2 separate regions of the Mus musculus genome follow, and region 1 is linked to region 2. The links are chromatin contacts, called in public promoter capture Hi-C maps. All regions are on one chromosome and are shown on one strand. The core of a region is the stretch at or near the end of the contact, and the rest is flanking DNA. Distances in the headings are between cores, read along the strand shown.

Region 1 (4,472 bases), core at 17-2,516, 470 kb after region 2:
ATGAACCAAAAATTTCAGTTAGACCGCGGTGTTCCCGGAACAAGTTGAAGCAATTAAGAAAAATTTCCACGTCAAAGCATAAAGATAAATGATAAAGTTAATATAGCAAAATGTTTGCAAGAATGTGAGAGAACCCCTACGGATATGAAATACACAATCCTTTCAACTCTCTAGTATTTTATAAATTTTCATAATAAAGTGTGTCACGGAAAATGGTTTCATGAAAAAAAAATCAGACTTGAACTTCAAAAGTTGACATAACAACCATGCTCAGGGTTCAGGCTAAGTTCCAAAAGGAAAGTTACCTGAACCAAAACTACCTAAGAACGGGAAATTAACATACTAGCAAACCCACAAACGTTATAATCACGTTAATAAAGTCAAAGGGAATTTTGGCGCGTTTTTCCCGGAGCACCGGGAGGCAAGTTAGCTCAAGAAATCAAAACGATCTGGACAATTTAGCAAGTCTCTTCGCATGCTAAATCTTTAAGGTCGTCCCCCCCGCGCCCCGATTCTCCATCACAGTGGGCACTCGTAGCTTTCGTCCCTCCACAAATCATCCCACTCCCCGGCTGCGACGCCCCGCACCTTCAAACGCACAACTACACTACGACTCGTCTCTTCTCGAGCTTGGCACGCAAAGTTAGAAAACACGGTGACCTCCAAGACCGGGAGAGAAGTGTCTCCAGTGTCACAACAGTTGAGAGCAGCTTTGAGTTGGGGGGCCAGGGTGGTGTGCACTGGAGGACGCTCGCGGGGAAGGGATCGCGCGCGGGCCGCGGATGCAGCTTCTGCAACCGGACCGAGACTCCCGCCCGCCCGCCAGGTCGCGGGAGGAAGGACTTCGAATGCTAATCTTCTTGGAAATTCCGCCGTGTCCCCCGCCCGCCGCCACCCAGACCCCGAGTGCCAAGTGACACCCGGCCCATCGCGCCGGAAGGATATTCTCGGCGCGGAGCTGCTCGATGGTGGCCTCGCAGCGCCGGAGCTGCTCCTGCAGCTCCGCATCGCCCACCCCGTTCTCGTCGTCGTCGTCGTCCTCTTCCTCCTCGTCGTCCTTGAACCGGGTGTGAACGGGCTTCGGCGTCGACTCCTCTGGTGGGTCAAACGCCTCGAAGAGCTCTAGGTCGCCAAAATCCACACCGGCCGCCATCTTGGGCTGTGGGAAAGCTTGGAGGGCAGGGGGCGAAGGTTGGAGGCCAGAGCCGCTCTCCCTGGAGGCTTTTCTCCACACACAGGCCTCCAAAGCCGTCTAGGGGCGGGTCCTGGACGGAGACTACAACTCCCAGAATGCCAAGGCCGCCCTCATGCCTCTTTCCGAATGGGCCACAGAGCGTGGCATTCTGGGATATGTAGTTTCTAAGCGACGGGACTCATTGTTTGCGTTGCACACTGGGATTGCTCTTTTTAAAAAAACGGTTCTGAATGAGTTAAAACAATATGGATTGTCCCCGTTAGGCGTTTAAAGCTGAAGGAATCAAAGCCGGATACATGGCTTTGACAAAATGTGGTGCGGTTCCCCAGCGTCGAAAAGAGAAGACAGGAACTCTACCTTTGCCGTAGATAAATGTGCTCTCAGACACAAGCCACTTTATTTTGCTTGTTTCATTTGTAAATGAATGAAAAATGAAGTTATTCCACTGCCTACTCTCATGAACTCCTATCAGGGACGAAACAAACAGAAAAACCAGAAAACCCTTTATTATGTTTCTACTTTCATATGCCGCTGGATTTGAATGGATATTTTCGTCATCACATGTTAAAATCACCGGAAATTATAACCTGTAACAAATAATGTCAGGTTAGTTATGGTCTCTGTTGGAGGCCAGCTCCTGTAGCGCGTTTAGTGATCCAAGGAGGGGTTGATGATATTAATGTAAATCAGACAGACAGACACAAACACACACACACACACACACACACACACACACACACACACACACACACGGTGAAGCAAGGCTTCAACAAGCGTCAACAACTTTATTACTTCTCCCATAACTTATATCTTCCAGCAAAATCTCCCAAGTAGTACAAAGATTACAATGTGGCTACATTTTGTAAGTGAATGATTATAATAAATACACAAGCAAAAAAAAAACCCCAAAAACAAAACAAACAACCCCCCCCCCCAAACCCAGCATGTTACACCATACCTTTTACAAGATTGAAAGTCTTAGGTATTATAAGTGAAAAAAAAAATTAAATAAATTATAATAGATTAAGTGTAAGCAAGCAAGCTACTTTTTCTCAGCCAGTTCTTGTACTACCAGGCTACAATTTGCAGTTATAATGAAAAGATCAATTATTTATCTTTTAAAATAATCTTATAAAAGAGTATTTAGAATCAGAAATCTAAGCTTGTGTGTGTGTATGGTGTCTGTGTGTGTGTGCACGCATGCACACAGAGGCAAGGTTTTTCTGTGTACCCGTGGTTGACCTGGAACTTCTGTGTACCCATGGTTGTCCTGGAACTAGCTCTGTAGACCAGGCTGTCCTCAAACTCACCAGCCTCTGCCTCCCAGGTCCTGGGTTTAAAGACTTAAGCTACCACCACCTTCCTACTTTAAATCCTCAGTTGTACACCCACTCACTGATTTTTTTTTATCAAATTATATCAGGAAGATAAAGGTAAAAATAGATACAAGTAATTATCACTTGATGACCCATCCAGCCTTAGCAAGAAAGCCACATAAGCTAAGAACTAGCTCAGCTACCATTGTTCTTGTTCCCTGACCTCAAAAAAATTCCTGGTTCAACTTTCAAAAGTATACCAGTCTGGATATTAAATTGTTCCCCAAAGTCCTATATATCAAAGCAAAAACTTTTTTTTTTTTTTTAGTATTTTATTTTTATTTTATACGCATTGGTGTTTCACTTCATGTATGGCTGGATGAGGGTGTCAGGTCCCATAGAACTGGAGTTACAGATAGTTGTGAGCTGCCATGTGGGTGGCATGAATTGAACTCAGGTCTACTGGAAGAGCAGCCAGTGCTCTTAACTTCTGAGTCATCTCTCCAGTCCCTAGCAAAAACATCTTAACCTAACTTATACTAACAATTTACATCTCCGAGTTCTTTCTGAGGGTGGGGGTTGAATCATGAACCTGTTTCAGCAGCATTGCTTGAAAAACATCACTCATCAACAGTGCCAATGACACTGCCCAATGAGTGGTTGGAAGCCCCTCAGAGTTTTCCTACAGTTCTTAGATTATGAGGGATGAGATGACTGTGAGGGGAACAAGCAGAGTGAAACCTCCACACCACCACGGAGTCCTCAAAACATGTAGTTCTCAGCACACCTATCGTGGTGTGCTAACCGGTGGGCCAAGTTCCATGGGTTAGCTCTTTTTTCTTTCTTTCTTTTTTTTTTTTTTAAGATTTATTATTATATGTAAGCGCACTGTAGCTGTCTTCAGACACACCAGAAGAGGGCGTCAGATCCCATTATGGATGGTTGTGAGCCACCATGTGGTTGCTGGGATTTGAGCTCAGGACCTTTGGAAGAACAGTCAGTGTGCTTAACCGCTGAGCCATCCCTCCAGCCCCGCATGGGTTGGTTCTAATGCTGTTCTGCTTTTCCTCCTGTGGCTGAGATCAGGTGGCATATTTAGAAACAGGAATTCAAGGCCATCTTCAGAGACAGTGTTTGAGATGTGCCTGAGCTACAGCAAACATCCTGACTTTTCCCTTTAAGAGATAGAAGGAAAAAAATGAAAATGAAAAATGAAAATGAAAAAAAAAAGGGGGGGGTAAAAAGTAAAAAAGAAAAAAAATACTGTTAGTGTTAGTGAAGAACTGAAATATGAAAGATTAAATGAGCGAATGCATGCCAAGTGTAGAGAAGAAAATGAAGATCTGGGGGCCTGGAGAGATGGCTCAGTGGTCAAGAGCACCTACTGCTATTCGTAGAGATCCTGAGTTCAATTCCCAGCAACCACATGGTGGCTCACAACCATCTGTAATGGGATCTGATGCCCTCTCCTGGTTTGTCTGAAGACAGGTACAATGTACTCATATACAATAAACAAATCTTTAAAAAAAAAAAAAGGAAAGAAAGAAAGAAAGAAAGAAAGAAAGAAAGAAATGAAGAACTGGGTTTGTCAAAGCAGTAAATAGGGTGGGAAGGCAGAGTGTAGCAAAATGACCCTCTTACACTCGGCAAGTTCTCCTAGATTGCCTATCAGCTAAAGTCATTTAAACATGTAAAAGATGCTCTCTGCATAACAGCAAACTTGCCTTCTTACGTGTCTTGATGAAAGGCTAGAGAACAAGGACAAGAATTAAGTGGAGTCAGCTGGGCGTGGTGGCGCTCGCCTTTAATCCCAGCACTTGGGAGGCAGAGGCAGGAAGATTTCTGAGTTTGAGGCCAGCCTGGTCTACAAAGTGAGTTCCAGGACAGCCAGGGCTATCGAGAAACCCTGTCTCGAAAAACCAAAAAAAAAAAAAAAAAAAGAATTAAACGAAGTCTAGCAA
Region 2 (4,461 bases), core at 523-3,022:
GCTGGTCCGCCTCGAGGCCGCTTTCTGGGCACGTGATTACCATCCTGCTTCCTTGCTTTCCTGCGACTAGCCGTTGCCATAGGGACGGAGCTTGGTTGGCAACCGTCACTAGGGAGTATGGACAGGAGCCCCTGGAGGTCTCTTGGGATTTCCCGAGGCTGGACGACCCAAGGCTTTTGAGAAAAGAAGTGGGAGCGTCCCTGTAAGTGCGAAGTGGAGGGTGCGGCTCGGGTTGGGGTCCGGGCCAGGCAGCGGCAAGGGTGTGGGACCTGGGAGGTCCCCAGGAAAAGAAACTGGTGGCTCCTGGACCTCGTGGTAGGATAGACTTGCGCACCTGTGGCATTGCCCCCGCCTGGGTGTGGAAAATGTCAAAGTGGCATTTTTTTCAAACAAAAGAACTAAATTCTAGCTCTGTCGTAAGTCGTGCCTCCCAGGGCCACAAACTTTTTCATTTCCTTTTCCTTTTCCTTTTCCTTTTCCTTTTCCTTTTCCTTTTCCTTTTCCTTTTCCTTTTCCTTTTCCTTTTCCTTTTCCTTTTCCTTTCCTTCCTTCCTTCCTTCCTTCTTTCTTTCTTTCTTTTTTTAGAAAGATTGTGCTGGCCTAAGAACTCGAGTGATCCTCCTGTCTCTACCTCCTGAATCGCAGTATTACAGACATGGGCCTAGCCCCCTGCTCCCAAACTCTTGCTTCATGTAGGTGCAAAATGAGAGAATGTATCAGAGGAATTAAATTTTTTTAAAAAATGATTTTATGTGTGAGACTGTTTTGTCTGCATGTATGTATGTGTACCACCTATGAAGTTCCCGCAGAATACAGAAGAGGGTGTCAGATCCCCTGAAACTCAAGTTACTTATGGTTCTGAGCGATCGTGTCATGGCTGGGAGTCAAACCTGGGTCTTCTGAAAGGGCAGCCAGAGTGCTCTTAATCACTGAGCCATCTCTCCAGCCCAGAATTAACTTTCTTTCTTTCTTTCTTTCTTTCTTTCTTTCTTTCTTTCTTTCTTTCTTTCTTTCTTTCTTTCTTTCTTTCTTTCTTTGCACATACCATGTTGAATGTGTTGATTTGGGAGTTAGTTTTCTCTTCTGGCCATGTGTTTCCCAGAGGAGGGGGCTCTGTCTACCTTAGACTTAGGGTCTCACCTGCCCCAGAGGTCTTTAAAACTCTCAGGTTCTTTGCAGAAAACTATTGCTTTTATCCCCATAGTACCTGATATCCCCCACCCTGCTTTTTTTTTTTTTTTTTTTTTGGCAAACACTTTGGGTGAACCTGTGTTGAGCATTTGACATGTATTGCCCCAGTCTGCAAATCATGTGAGAATGTAGGATTATCATTTTTATTTTTTTGCCTGTGAGCAAATTTGAAGAAAGGGTAAAATGGCTTGCGTCTAGTCACAGAACGAGGCTAGCGGAAGTTGGAGAGGAGGGAACCTTTAGCTGGCAAGCTTACACTTCAGTCATCAGCCCATCTCCCTCTCTTCTTCCTCCCAGCAGGGTTTTGCAAATGCTTGCCTTATGCATTTTGTTGCCTGTGGGAATATGAATTATTTAAAGTGAGAAGACTCTAAGATCAGTCCTAGAAAGATGGGAGGCCCTGGAAGTCAATATTTTAAAGATTTCTGAGACTTGAGCTGGGCTTTCCCAAGAAGCTGCCATTCTTTTCTTCCCACAGGAAGGGACCAGAGCTGCTTCTGCCCATTTCGACGTGTTAGCACCTCAGGAAGCCGGCACAGGAAATAGAGGGACCTGCTGAATCTACGTTAAAATTTCTGTAGCGGAAACTACAGAAGAAATGTCAGATACAGAAGAAAACCCCCTAGAAGAATCAAGAGAAAGTGGAGAGATGGAGGAGGAGAAGGAGGAGAAGAAGGAGGAGGAAGAGGAGGAAGAGGAGGGGGAGAAGGAGAAGGAGGAGGAGGAAGAGGAGGAGAAGGGGAAGGAGGAGGAGAAGGAGGAGGAGAAGGAGGAGGGGAAGGAGGAGGAGAAGAAGGAGGAAGAGGAGGAGAAGGGGAAGAAGGAGGAAGAGGAGGAGGAGGAAGAGGAGGGGAAGGGGAAGGAGGAGGAGAAGGAGGAGGAGAAGGAGGAGGAGGAGAAGGAGGAGGAGAAGGAGAAGGAGGAGGAGGAGGAAGAGGAGGGGAAGGGGAAGGAGGAGGAGGAGGAGGGGAAGGAGGAGGAGGAGGAGGAGAAGGAGGAGGAGGAGAAGGAGGAGGAGAAGGAGGAGGAGGAGGAGGAGGAGGAGGAGAAGGAGGAATATAATCCAAGTTTTGAAGAAGATGCTCTGCAGCAGAGCCTAACTGAGGGCTCACTGTCATGGGAGGAGTCTCAGGAGGATGGAGAGGGGCTGGAGGAGTGGGTGGAGAAGGAGGAGCAGAGAGAGGGAGAGGAAGTGAGAGGGGAGGAAGAAAGTGAAGTGAGAGGAAGGGAAGAGGAAGAGGGATGGGAGGAAGAGAAGAGCGGTGAAGAGGAAAAAAGTGAGGAGAGCGAGAGAAGTAAGGAAAGGGGAGGTGAGGAAGAGGGCCAGGAGAAGGAAGAGGCGGAACATGAGGGGGAAAGGGAGGAGGGAAGAGAAGAGGAAGAGAAAGAGAAGAGTGTGGAGCGGGAGGAGGAGGAGGAGGAGGAAGATACTGAGACAACTGAGACAAAAGCTGGACGAGCCAAGGAGGAAAAGAAAGAGAAGCAAAACAAAACAGCCCTGGTGGACAATATTGTCATCAGCCATGAGCCACCCAGGTCAAGCTCCTCCCTGGTGAGTCCTCCCCAAGCTCATCCACCCACTTACTCAGAATCATCCTCCCTGGTGAGTCCTCCCCGAAGCTTGTCCACCCATTTACACTGAATTGTCTGTCGCTTGGTGCTTGGCATGTGCCAGGCTGTGGGAGTACAAAACCAAAGTGAGACAGTCCCGAGGTTGGAGAAACAGCCAGGCCATTAAGAGCCCTAGCTGTTCTTACTGAGGGCTGAATTTTGGGTTCCCAGCACCCATGATGAAATGCCTTATAACTTTAGATCCAGGGAATTAATTCAATGTCCTCTTCTGGACTCCTTGAGCACCTGCACAACACACACACACACCACATAAATACACACATTAAAGAGAAGAGAAAACCATATGCTAAGTTCAGTAATTTTGAGATGCCTAGGAGGGTGGTTTAATCCAGTTTGGAGGCAGGTCAGTCCAAGCTTCCATGAAGTGTGTACCTAACTTGTAAAGGGTCAGTAGGTCAGCTGAAGGTCTTGGGACTGAGTTCCTGTGATATAATAGTGTGAATTTCTCACAGCTTGCTCCCCCCAAGAAAGAACCCAGCCCTGGTCCAAGGACAAGACTCCTAGTGGTGTTTCCAAGAGCCTACTGTGTGGCCTTTGGTGGGTGGGTCTGTTAGGCCAAGAGTTAACCTGAACACAGCCTGGATTCATTTCTTTAGTATAAAATGTCCCAGGCTCCCTTTTGTTTATTTACTCTCCATTAGTTTAAATCCGGGATGGGTACAGCATCACACGGATTCTGTGTCCAATGGCCTTTGCAGGAAGGTTGCTTCGGAATTTGGCACGAACCATACCGCTGTTTCCGTGGGCCCGAGTTACCTTTCCCCAGATCACTCTGGTTTTGTTTGGTTTACCTCCAGGAGTCACTGTATTGTTTTTTGCTTTATACACATAAGCACATCTCTTGCCTAAGTAGAACTCCGTTTCATCTCGGGCATAAACGCCTTCAATTTTAAGAAGAGCCGTGTGCTCTCTTTGGTTCCGGAGACCTCGCTTGTAGCCAGCAAAAATGGCCTTGCACCACAGCCTTCCAGACATACTTGCTGTTAGAAGTCCTGTTCCCAGCAGGCCTCCACAGGCGCCAAGATGGCGGAAAGAGACCCAGGCTCCCTTTTGAATCACCTGTTAGCCTGAGACTGGCTGGCTGGACATGAAAACAGGCAGGGGATAGGAGCGCAGAGCCTTGGGTATGTGACGTGCAGGGTCAGAATCTCGTTTCCCTTTCAAGGCTGATAGTCCAGAAGTAAGCCAGATTTACAAAGATAACAGTATGAAAGTGGATGATACCGAGGAAGCCAGCCAGAAGCCTGAAGACATTTTAGCCCAAGGAAAAGATGAAGCAAGACTCTCCCTGGAAGAAAGACGAAAATTATTCCAGTCCAAAGGACTGAGTGCGGAGGAGTCACTGGTGTCTGTCTCCACAGAGGACACCTTATTCCAGAAGGAGGAGGACTCCAAGGTGTACCCTTTGGTGAGTGTAAATGGCATGTCATTCCTAGGCTTGGACATCATTGTGAGATAAGGCACCTGTGTATGTCTAGGAAGTTCCGGTGTGCGCACGGGTGTGTGTGCCCACATTCATGTGAAAGGCAGAAGATAACCTTGGCTCTTTTTTTTAGCCTCTGTTCACCTTTATTTTTATTATTGGATGTTCCCCCCTTTCTTTCTCTCTCTCTCTCTTTCTTTCTTTCTTTCTTCCTT

What was found. Promoter capture Hi-C pulls out the DNA fragments that hold promoters and counts their contacts.
Region 1: a promoter capture Hi-C map of liver shows a contact between it and region 2, with 3 times the contacts expected there. The contact joins the promoter of Zcchc8 here to the promoter of Wdr66 in region 2. A contact is called at or near these places in 6 of 39 promoter capture datasets (the 3T3-L1 cell line, embryonic stem cells, frontonasal cranial neural crest and 2 more), 1 of 484 Hi-C or Micro-C datasets (pre-B cells) and 1 of 9 other capture datasets (liver).

What each region holds. Positions count from the first base shown.
Region 1 is chr5:123,719,778-123,724,249 of GRCm38.p6, forward strand. It overlaps Zcchc8 (zinc finger, CCHC domain containing 8), which reads right to left and starts at 1,267. Exons shown (of 14, transcript NM_027494.3): 1 at 946-1,267. The coding sequence starts at 1,153.
Region 2 is chr5:123,252,016-123,256,476 of GRCm38.p6, forward strand. Wdr66 (WD repeat domain 66) reads left to right here and starts at 1,773. Exons shown (of 21, transcript NM_001370840.1): 1 at 1,773-2,743; 2 at 3,989-4,231. The coding sequence starts at 1,790. It also overlaps the pseudogene Rpl35a-ps6.